2 separate regions of the Arachis hypogaea genome follow, and region 1 is linked to region 2. Evidence: chromatin contacts called from public Hi-C data. All regions are on one chromosome and are shown on one strand. The core of a region is the stretch at or near the end of the contact, and the rest is flanking DNA. Distances in the headings are between cores, read along the strand shown.

Region 1 (5,251 bases), core at 163-2,662, 380 kb after region 2:
CTTTGGTATTAAAAAACAAAATATCATAAATTGGGAGAGAAAAGCGTATATTATATTATTCATAGTCAACAGCAGCACAAAGTTGAAAAGTCTAAAATGATATTTTGCAAAGCCGGTCCTATACATGTTCACAAAAAGGTTCTAAGTTTCCAACCACTTTTAGAAAAACAGGTGGCATTCAAGTCAACTTGAGTATACACCATGAAAACGAAAACTTCGTAGAAGACAGTTAAGAGAGTAATAACATTTTCCTCAATTCTATGACCTCACAAAAAAGAAAAAAATTCCTGTCTTCTTGTCCCTACCAAATCCATAACAAAACAAAAACAATAAAGAGAGGAAAACAGAGAGAGGGCCAATTTTGCAGATAAGGAATATGAATCTAATGAGTGACCTATATTGAACAAAGACTAACAAGATCAGAAGCATGAGGAAGCTGAAAAAATTATCCAGAAATTGAATATTGTAAAGGACACATGAAGGTATAGGAAATCATCCTATATAGAAAAGCAAGAACATTGTTTCCCTCTATTTTGTTATGGAAAGTTATATTCTGGCCTCAAATATGAAAACAGTTTGTGTTAAACACAATAATCAAGTGCAGAAATTAGAGTCGCTTGGAGCATAATAAAAAAACAGTTGGTTGATTTTGAATGGTGGAAAAAGGTGAAATGATATATTATAATAAAATCTAGAAACAAGTGCTTCACTTTTAGTGCTAAAAAAAGTGGGCCTCCCACTAATACTACTCACCAGTCAGAAAAAGGCCACACCTTTACACATATAGAGAGAGATAGAGAGAGAAGAGAAGGTTAGAAAGATTACCTTCAATTCTTGTCTAAAATTGTGCTGAAGGAGTAGAGAGTAGAGAGAAGCATAAGCTGATAAGCTAAGCCTAGCTATGTTGGGGATGGAAGAGGTTTTGAAGGAAACTAATAATATATATAGAGATAAGATAAGAGGAGAGTCATACACTCCCAGCAAGAGTCCAGAATCAACGCTGGTATCTCAAGTATATGCTTCATTTTCTCACACGACTTTTTATTTTGAGTTCACATTATTTGTGTTGAAGTCAACGCTCTCACAAATTGCTTCCTTGCTTCCTTCATGTGTTTCTTTCTTCCCCCCTCTTTACAACCCTTTGTTTTTGTTTTTGTTCTATCAAGTAATCAAGTTGCATAAACTACCAACACTTTTTTAGTTTTGTCATACGGTATATCCACGTCATTTAATTGCTCATCATTGTTAATTATTGATTATAATTAAGCATTAAGCATAGGAACATCACACATGCAACGGAATGGCTCTATTCCTATCTGTAAGGTGTTGATCTTGGCATCTCATTGGTTTTAGCAAATGCCTCAGACAGCTATGGATCTTGTTCATTTAATGTTGCAAACAATTTCTTTTCTTTTCTTTAATAGGTAACGCGGTAACGTATTTACGAGCAGTAATGGGTGACCATATTGAGTATTGACCAACGGGCAACGGTATCCATTCATAAGTTTTTACTTAAGTTATAAATAACTAATTATTTTAATTAATTTTATTTTTATTATTATTTTTATATTTGATACATAAAAAATAAATTAATAAGCGCATTAGTACTTATTAATATACCAATATATTTAAAGAGTTACTATTTAGGTTATGAAAAATTTTAAAGATTTTTTATTAAATAACACACTATATATGCTTAAATAATCTTGATACATGCATTGTTTAATGCTTATTGAGAATCAAATTGAATCCTAAAATAATATTTTAGAAGCAAGTTAGATCCTCTAAAATAAATAAATTAATAATGTGATAAAGTAAAAATTTAATTATTATTAATTTTATAATTTTTATAAAATATATATTTTATTATTTTAATTTAAGAATAATTACTTTTTTATTTTACTATGTGATTTAATATTTTAATACTATATATAGAGGATGAGTATGTGCATATGTATATATACCGTAAGCCCGTAACGGCGCTACTGCGGGTATCGAAAGCCCATTGGTCAGCCAGCTGGCATTCATTCTCCAAGTCAACCCTTTCATTTAAATATTCAACCCTTTGCACTGTCCTCAACGCCATCTTTCTCAGTTTTGTGTGTCTTCGATTCTTCCTCCATTTTCTTAATCAAATTGCCGCTCATCATTAAGCTTGAAAATTATGTTCACTCTTTTTATTCTAACAGCTTTTCTAGGTAACTTATTCGGATATAATAAGTCTCGACTATAATTTGAAAATTTTTTAAGGAGTATACGATAATAATATTTATTTGTCTTTATTAAATTATTAAATTTGACTTTACAATAATTTTTTACTCAACTTTTAGTACTTAATAGTCAGTTTAAGAATTTTATATTAGATGTTTATTAGAATGATCAATTCTCAATTTAAATAAAATTAGTGTTCTTTCTTAAAAATAAACTCAAATGATATTATTTATCTTTTTTTAAAATTAATTTTAATTTTTTCTGTAGCAACTACATTAATTAAAAAAATTTTTTTAACTATAAATATTAATAAGAGTTGACTTTTAATTGTATGAGAAGTGAATTTTTAATAACTGTTTGGTGATATATATATATATATATATATATATATATATATATATATATATATATATAAGAGACAGTTCGATTGTATTGTTTAAAAAAAATTATTCAGTTTTTTTAAAAATATGAAACCTAAAAAATAGAATTATAAATTATATATTATTATTTAAATTATTATTTTAATATTTTAATTTATAAATTATATATTTTGAAGACTAATAATATTTTATAATAATAAAATTTAATTATAACAATAATTATGCTATATGTACATAAAAAGTAACTATCTGTATAAAATACATATTGAAATATAAAATATATATTGAAAATAAATTAAACAATAAATATATTTATACACAAATACATAATGGTTAATGAATAATTTTATAGTTGATTTTTATGCAATATAATATTTTTATTATAAAAATTGTTAGAGTTTATTTATCTTGTGTCCTAAAGGCACATATTATAAGATTACAAATTAAAAATATTTTTGTTAGAAATATATAAAATTTAAGTTTTTAATGTATTTATTTTACAGTTATCAAATAAAAAAATTTAAAATATTCTACTAATAATAAGTTTGTTATGTCTCTTTAAGATACATATTAGCTAAACTTAAATTATTATTATTATTATGTTATATATATATTTTGTTCCCACTGTCAAAATTTTTTGGATCCATCACTGGTCTCGAGCAACAATAATGATCAAGCTAATAATTTTAGAATGCTAAATTTCACTCGCTAGCTAGGATATATTAAACATTTGTTAAACATTATTATGTAAGTTTAGACAATTGGAAAGTGAGAATAAGAGGAGGATGACAATATCGTATTTTCAATTCATTTTTTTTATAAATTTTGTTTAGACAATTTTTAAATTTAAAAGAGCAAAACTACTTTTGAATAAAGTTATAATTCGATCATATTGTTTGATTAAAATTTTCACAAACACGGCTTTTAAGTTGACCATAACAATATTATTTACATAATAATTATCAAAACGATTTGAATCTAATGTAACAAGAATGAAAATAAAAATAATCATATTAAATATATATTAAAAATAATCATTAAAATTATTTACCGAGATAACATACATATTAATATTAAAATACAAAATATATCTTAAAATAAATTAAATTACATATATTTATACATAAATATATAATTTATTTTAGTATGTAGATAGTATTTTTGAAATAAAAAATAATACAGAATAAAATGAAACCGAAAAAAAAAAAACTTAGTCTACACTATGATTTTTAAGTTATTTTCTTTTGTTGAAAAAACATGAGAAGCTAAGTAATAAAATATCATGAGAAAAAAACTTAAGCATTGAAAATGATGTGAAATAAACAAAGTAGTAATCGACTTATATTTTTTCTAAAGTACCATTTCCAGGATAAATTATTTTTATCTAAAAAACCCTTTTAATTCAAATAAGTAATATGTTATCCTTTTACGAAAACAAAATTTTAAGAAATTATTTTTAAGAATTAATCCTTATATTTTTATATATATAATTATAAAATTAATTATTGTTTTTATTAAAAAACTTTATAAAAAGGATTAAAAAAACTTTTTTTCAAAATTCAATCCAACTCACTTTTATTCAATTATTCTGGCTAGTTATATTCTACAATTTCTTCCCCGGAATTGTAACCATTGTATTATTGAAGTTGGTTTACTTTTTTTATGTTTTTATGAGCAATTTTGTTTAAGATTATTTATAAACTCCTTCTTCTAAAAAGAGAAAAGTTTTATTTAATAGAGTTGTAAAATTATTGTCATTTTTATCATATTGTTCGTCAGTGTATTTACATATCTTATAATTAAATTTGTCAATTTTAATATATAATATTTTTTATTTTGAACACCTACAAATCAATAAAACTAATCCAAAACGATCTTGATAATTAGTAACAAGATTAAACGTCTCTCTACACAATTTGTCTCATAAATAATATTTTGTTGACCCACATCCTAAACTAAGAGATAATCTCTCCAAATAGCAAATAATTCCTCTTTAAGAATACTATTACTCTCGATCATTTTCAAACATCCCCTTTGTCAACACTCATTACAATCTCTAACAATACAAACAAAACGAACACTATCATCAGAAGCAGGATAACTGGCATCACAATTAATTTTAAAAATACCTATAAATAATAGAGTATATTCTAAGAACCACTTAAAATAGAGAAAGAGACATACGTTGTAATTCAAAAATACTCATAAATTCTTTGTTTAAAGTTAAAGTCAGACAAAATTAATATTATTATAAAAAAAATTCAAAGACTAACAAAATTTATTTTTTTATCAGCATTTTTAATTATTAGATTAATTCTTTTAGTATAATAATCTAATAACATAATTTTAACTCATATATTTAAATATTACTAATTAATTATTAATCAAAAATAATAAATTCTAATATCCATCTAATATTTTTTTTGTTATTATTATTATTTTCATTTTTGACCAAGTGGTTTGTTGGGTGAAAAAACTAGAAATCGCTTCGTACAATTCATTGTACTGATTGTTATATACTTATATGCATTTACAAGTGGATCGCAATGATGAACGAAGTATAATATGAACAGAACATTTTGACCTACCGTTCATACGTCATATATATGCATCAATAATTCAATATGAAGTAAAGTATGCTAACACGCTCTATATTTTAC
Region 2 (4,852 bases), core at 1,363-3,862:
TCTAAAATTAAAAAACTCCCTCTCTCTTTCTTTTTTTATCTTTCTCTCTTGTTTCTCTTTCAATCTCTATTTCTCTTTACCATTTTGTTCTAAAAAAATAAAATTAATAAAATAATATAATTTTAATAAATTCATAAAATTATAAAAAATATATTAAATTTATAATTAAATAATATCCTATAATATTATTCACATAAAAAATTATTATATGAATATTTTTTAGTTTTTTAATTAAATTTTAAATTTTTATCGCTTATCTTTTTAATCTATATTTTTATTTCTCTTTCTTCAACTATTGATTTCATATAATTTAGAGAGAATATTAATATTGTGATTAATAATTAGAATCAAGATTTAATTGTTTAAAAAAATTAAATTTTGAGTTAATTTTATAACTATCAATATAAATTTTTTTATACTAATATGTAATTATATTTTTATATAAATAAAAAAATTATTTTTAAATAACAAGTATAAAAATTAATTATTTTATTTGTGCAATAAATTTAATATCTAATCGATTGTAAAAGTATACACATGAAATTCTTTTCGTTTTAGATAATAAATGTTAAAATTAATTATTAATAAAAAAATTAAACTCTTTCATATAAAAATAATAATTAAAATGTTTAGTATTTAATTTCTTTTATCTATGAAAATCCTGATCTTCTTAGGCGTCGAAAATTTTTGTCTCTTATGACCTTTTTATAAAAATAGTTTGATTTTATAAATTTTTGTATCATAATCTATAACGTGAGGACGAAATCGACGTAATTTTAAAAAATTTATATTTCCGTAATCGTAATGTTATTACGGATAAAACACTAGTTAACATTTATTTTTGGATGTTGATAATATCACTCTAAACTAAACTAATAATTTTCTTGGAATTCAATGTTATTAATTAAGAACACAACTTACGATTGGGTGGTGAGACAATCAATCTGACTAACAATAGTGACAACAGTGATGATAGCCCAGTATACATCAACAGGGATGTGCTCTCTAGCAGGCACCAAAGCAGGCACATCTTTAGTGTCATAAGAGGAAAACTTCTCCAACTCGAATATCAACTCGATCACTTGCAATGTCGCTTTCACGAGATTGTTGACCTCAATGATGGCCTGCCGGTGCTTCTGCACGTATTCTGGCCGAGTCAGTAACGGCACTCTCTTGAGTACCGCCACTGATTTGGCCAAAAGGTCTGTTGGCTGATGGTGAGCCAACAGCCAAAAGTCACCGTACTCGAGGGCGAATGCGGCCAGTGTGATCACTGCCTTTGCATCCCACTCATAGTTTGAGAGCTTGTTTAGTATCACCAGTGCCGTTTTGTGAGCTGTTTCCTCACCTGGAGGCTTGCAACACATCTGCCATCATAATTAATCACTATTAGTTCTCAACTTCCAAACTTAATTATATAATCCTTTGAACTTGTACTATAAATATGTTATGTCTGCCATAAAAATTGTCGGCATAGAACTAATTAACTATGCTGGTGATTGGTGAATAGTCATTACGGTTGTCAGCATAATTTAGTATATTGTAGCGACAATTATTTTGGAGAATACAGTCTTCAACTGCGACATTGATCGTTGCCCTAATATTTTTCGAAAAAGATAATTTTTTTGTCGCAATATATGCTGTAATATTATTTTGTTAGCACATGTCTCAATTCTTGTGACTATAAATCCTTGTTAATAGTGACAAATATCTGAAAAAGATTATTTTCACAACAATTGGATCAATTTATAATGTTAGTTGAAGAAAAAATGTTTGAAATACATAATTAGATCAATTTAAAATTACTTTATTTCATATTTTTTAATTACCGTTTGTCTTATTTTATATTTTTTAATAATTACTAGCATAACCGTTTCAAAAATTCACTTATCATATTAACTATAGAATTTTTTTTACTGATAATTTCAACACTACTCCGATCCGATCTTGTGAGATTCATGTGCTAGTGTCTTGCCACCAATCGTGTAAATATATACATGGTCAATTAAATTTTTTAATTGTTGGAATCCATTTGCATACCAAAAAAAAAAAAAAAAGAAAAAGGTAGAAAACACATACACTATATATACGCTATTGAACAATAATAATAATAATGGATTTATTAATGAATGACCTCGAAATAGATTTGCTTGAGTGTGCAATGAGGTGAACTAAAATTGGCTAGGGGCATCTTGTCGTCTATATGTTCCATCATCGATTTAGAACCCTGCAAGATTCATGACATGTGCATATTAATAGCTATAAGAAGGTTAAGAATAATTCTATTAGTTACTTTTTTTTTGTTGAAAAAGATCGATACATTATTGAGAGATATGGGGTTTAATTACCTCAAAAAAATTATCAACAATGGAAGTTGAACGCCTAAGGGTAGTGTAAACAAGAGTGAAGAGAGAATCCACATCAAACTTAGTGTCACTATGAACATGTGTTGAGTATATTTGCTCCAAGATCTGCTCGTCAGACATGGCTAATGGATTATGCTCCCTATCCGCTGTCTGGAGTAGGGACTTCAGTGACAACTTATGAACCATTATTATCCTATTTCTATTCTTACAAAACTTACAAGAAATCTAAAGCTTGTTGGTGGTGCACCAAGTTTCCTTGTTCTTCCTTATTTATATCATAGAAAATGACTGAATGAAAAAGGATATGGAATATTTTATGGATTTAACTTTTATAAGTAGTCATTATAAAAAACTTCTATATATATCATTTAAAATAGGAAAATGATGGTTGCACCATATTTTATGTACAAGTTTTTTTTAATGATATAAAAAAATTATTATCTTTTTCCACTTCTCATGAATCATTTTAAATATAAAAAATGAAAAGTATACAAGAGAAATATATTAAAAAATGATGCATGTAATATTTCTCTTTAAAATATTTGATTGGAGTGTATTCTACCTTTAAAAAAAATAAAATTGATTGAGTCTTATAAATAGGTAAATAAAATACTGTAATAAGATTACTATTGTACCAAACCAACTTAGTTGGTTTAGTAGTTACTTCACTAATTTGATTAAATAAATATTGATAATTCAAATTCTGTTTTATATATGCAATAATTCAATGGTCAATGATAAAATTTTAAATAGAATTTAAATTTGGATAAAATTAATTTTTGACCTACCAAATTAAAAATTATCATAAAAAAAAAAGAGTAGTACTGTACCGGTAATTGATGATGATGAAAAACCGAAAAAAAAAAGGACTTTTCTTGTGATCAACCATTGCATGCAAATAAGTTCATTTATTTCATGATAAGAAATTCATGAAGCAGTAACAAAGATAACATCCAAATGATATACCAAACTCAAAACCTAGTAAAATTGAACCTGTACAATTGCATTAACGACTAGCACTGTAGCACATTACCACAAGAAAAATGTTAAATTGTGCTAACGTAAAATTGTGCATGAATATCATAGGAATATTTGAGAGAGTGAGAGAGGAGGGGGAATTAATAAGAGAAGTGCATTCATTTTTTTTTAGGGCAAATGGCTTATATAAACTAACTGTGAATAAAATTTATCCAAATCACCCAAAGTAAAAAATGGTATATGAATTTCTCAAAGCATGTAATTATGTAAATCAAAATAGGCATATTCAATTTAGTAGAGTTTCATGCAAATCGAATCAATTTCATTCGATTTATGCATACATGGTTAGGGTTCCTAGTAAATCGAACCAGCACAATTTGATATACCATGGTCGTAATATCCATAAATAAATCGACACAGTGCAAGTCGATTTACTGTGTATTGAGCAACACATGTAAATGGATGTAAGCTAATTCGATTTACTAGAGACCAAATGTATATAAATAGATGTTGAACGTGAATTTCTCATCATAGTGATATTCAATGGCTAGTGATGAGAGTTTTTTAGTTTTGGTGTAGTATAGAGGATCGATTAAAAAATGCGTTTTGAAATTAAGTTTACTGATAAGGATCCGCTTAGTGTTTTCCTCAAACCTTTAACAAGTTTCACCGAGTTTCAGAATACTATAATCCGAAAATTGGGATTGCAAGGCATTAAACGGGTAGATAAGTTATTCTACAGAATTTCGATTTTCGTTGTGCGGGATGATGTGAAATACGATTCGTTCGCCATAGGCAGCTACGAAGATCTGCAAGTACTGTTCCATTATTGTTGGCAATTCCCAGAGGTGAGAACCCCTAAGCTGTTGGCCAAGCTTGTGGATGTAGTCTCTAGTTCAGGAGGTTCTAACCATAATCCTCAGCCTTCAGCCACGGCAGCCTGCTCTAGTTCGAGGCTGGTTGGTGCCTCTTCATCTTTACCCATGATTGAGCCTGAGGTAGCTTTGGTTGCCTTCCCATCCTTCGCCGCTAATCTAAATCGCGCTTATGACAGAGAAGTGGGTGACACTAGACCCTTTGGTGACGTTGCAATTCCGATGACTGGCATTCCTGATGTGGTACCGGAATCCCGACAGGGTAGAGCACCAGATAGTGTGGAAGATGTATTTTAGGATGAGAATGATGATGATGTGGAGCCCGCCACCATTGCCGATGATAGCGATGATGAGCTAGCGACGAGTACTCCAGCTGAGGGTGGTGCAGCGGCTAGTTCAGAAACTCCGCAATACCCCCTCGCACTTTTTAACCTTGGACTTGGATGCCATGAGACAGCAGGGGGTACTTGGCGCGCCTGTCGGATTTGGGACCACAGACACACAGGATACAGGAGGAGTAGTTGAGTTCCAAGTTAGTCAACAGTTTCAGGATAAAGAGGAGACCGTGCTGAGCGTGAAGACTTATAGCATCCGAAGTGGGGGTTAAGTATAAAGTGTTGGAATCCGATTATC

What was found. Hi-C and Micro-C count contacts between places; a contact is called where the count stands out from the background.
Region 1: a Hi-C map of leaf shows a contact between it and region 2, with 2.0 times the contacts expected there. The contact joins the promoter of LOC112779407 here to the promoter of LOC112778714 in region 2. A contact is called at or near these places in 2 of 8 Hi-C or Micro-C datasets (both in leaf).

What each region holds. Positions count from the first base shown.
Region 1 is chr19:127,297,954-127,303,204 of arahy.Tifrunner.gnm2.J5K5, forward strand. LOC112779407 (low affinity inorganic phosphate transporter 1) reads right to left here and starts at 1,413. Exons shown (of 2, transcript XM_025823651.3): 1 at 826-1,413.
Region 2 is chr19:126,915,357-126,920,208 of arahy.Tifrunner.gnm2.J5K5, forward strand. LOC112778714 (protein SIEVE ELEMENT OCCLUSION B) reads right to left here and starts at 2,613. Exons shown (of 8, transcript XM_072228044.1): 1 at 2,349-2,613; 2 at 2,135-2,227; 3 at 922-1,367. The coding sequence starts at 2,552.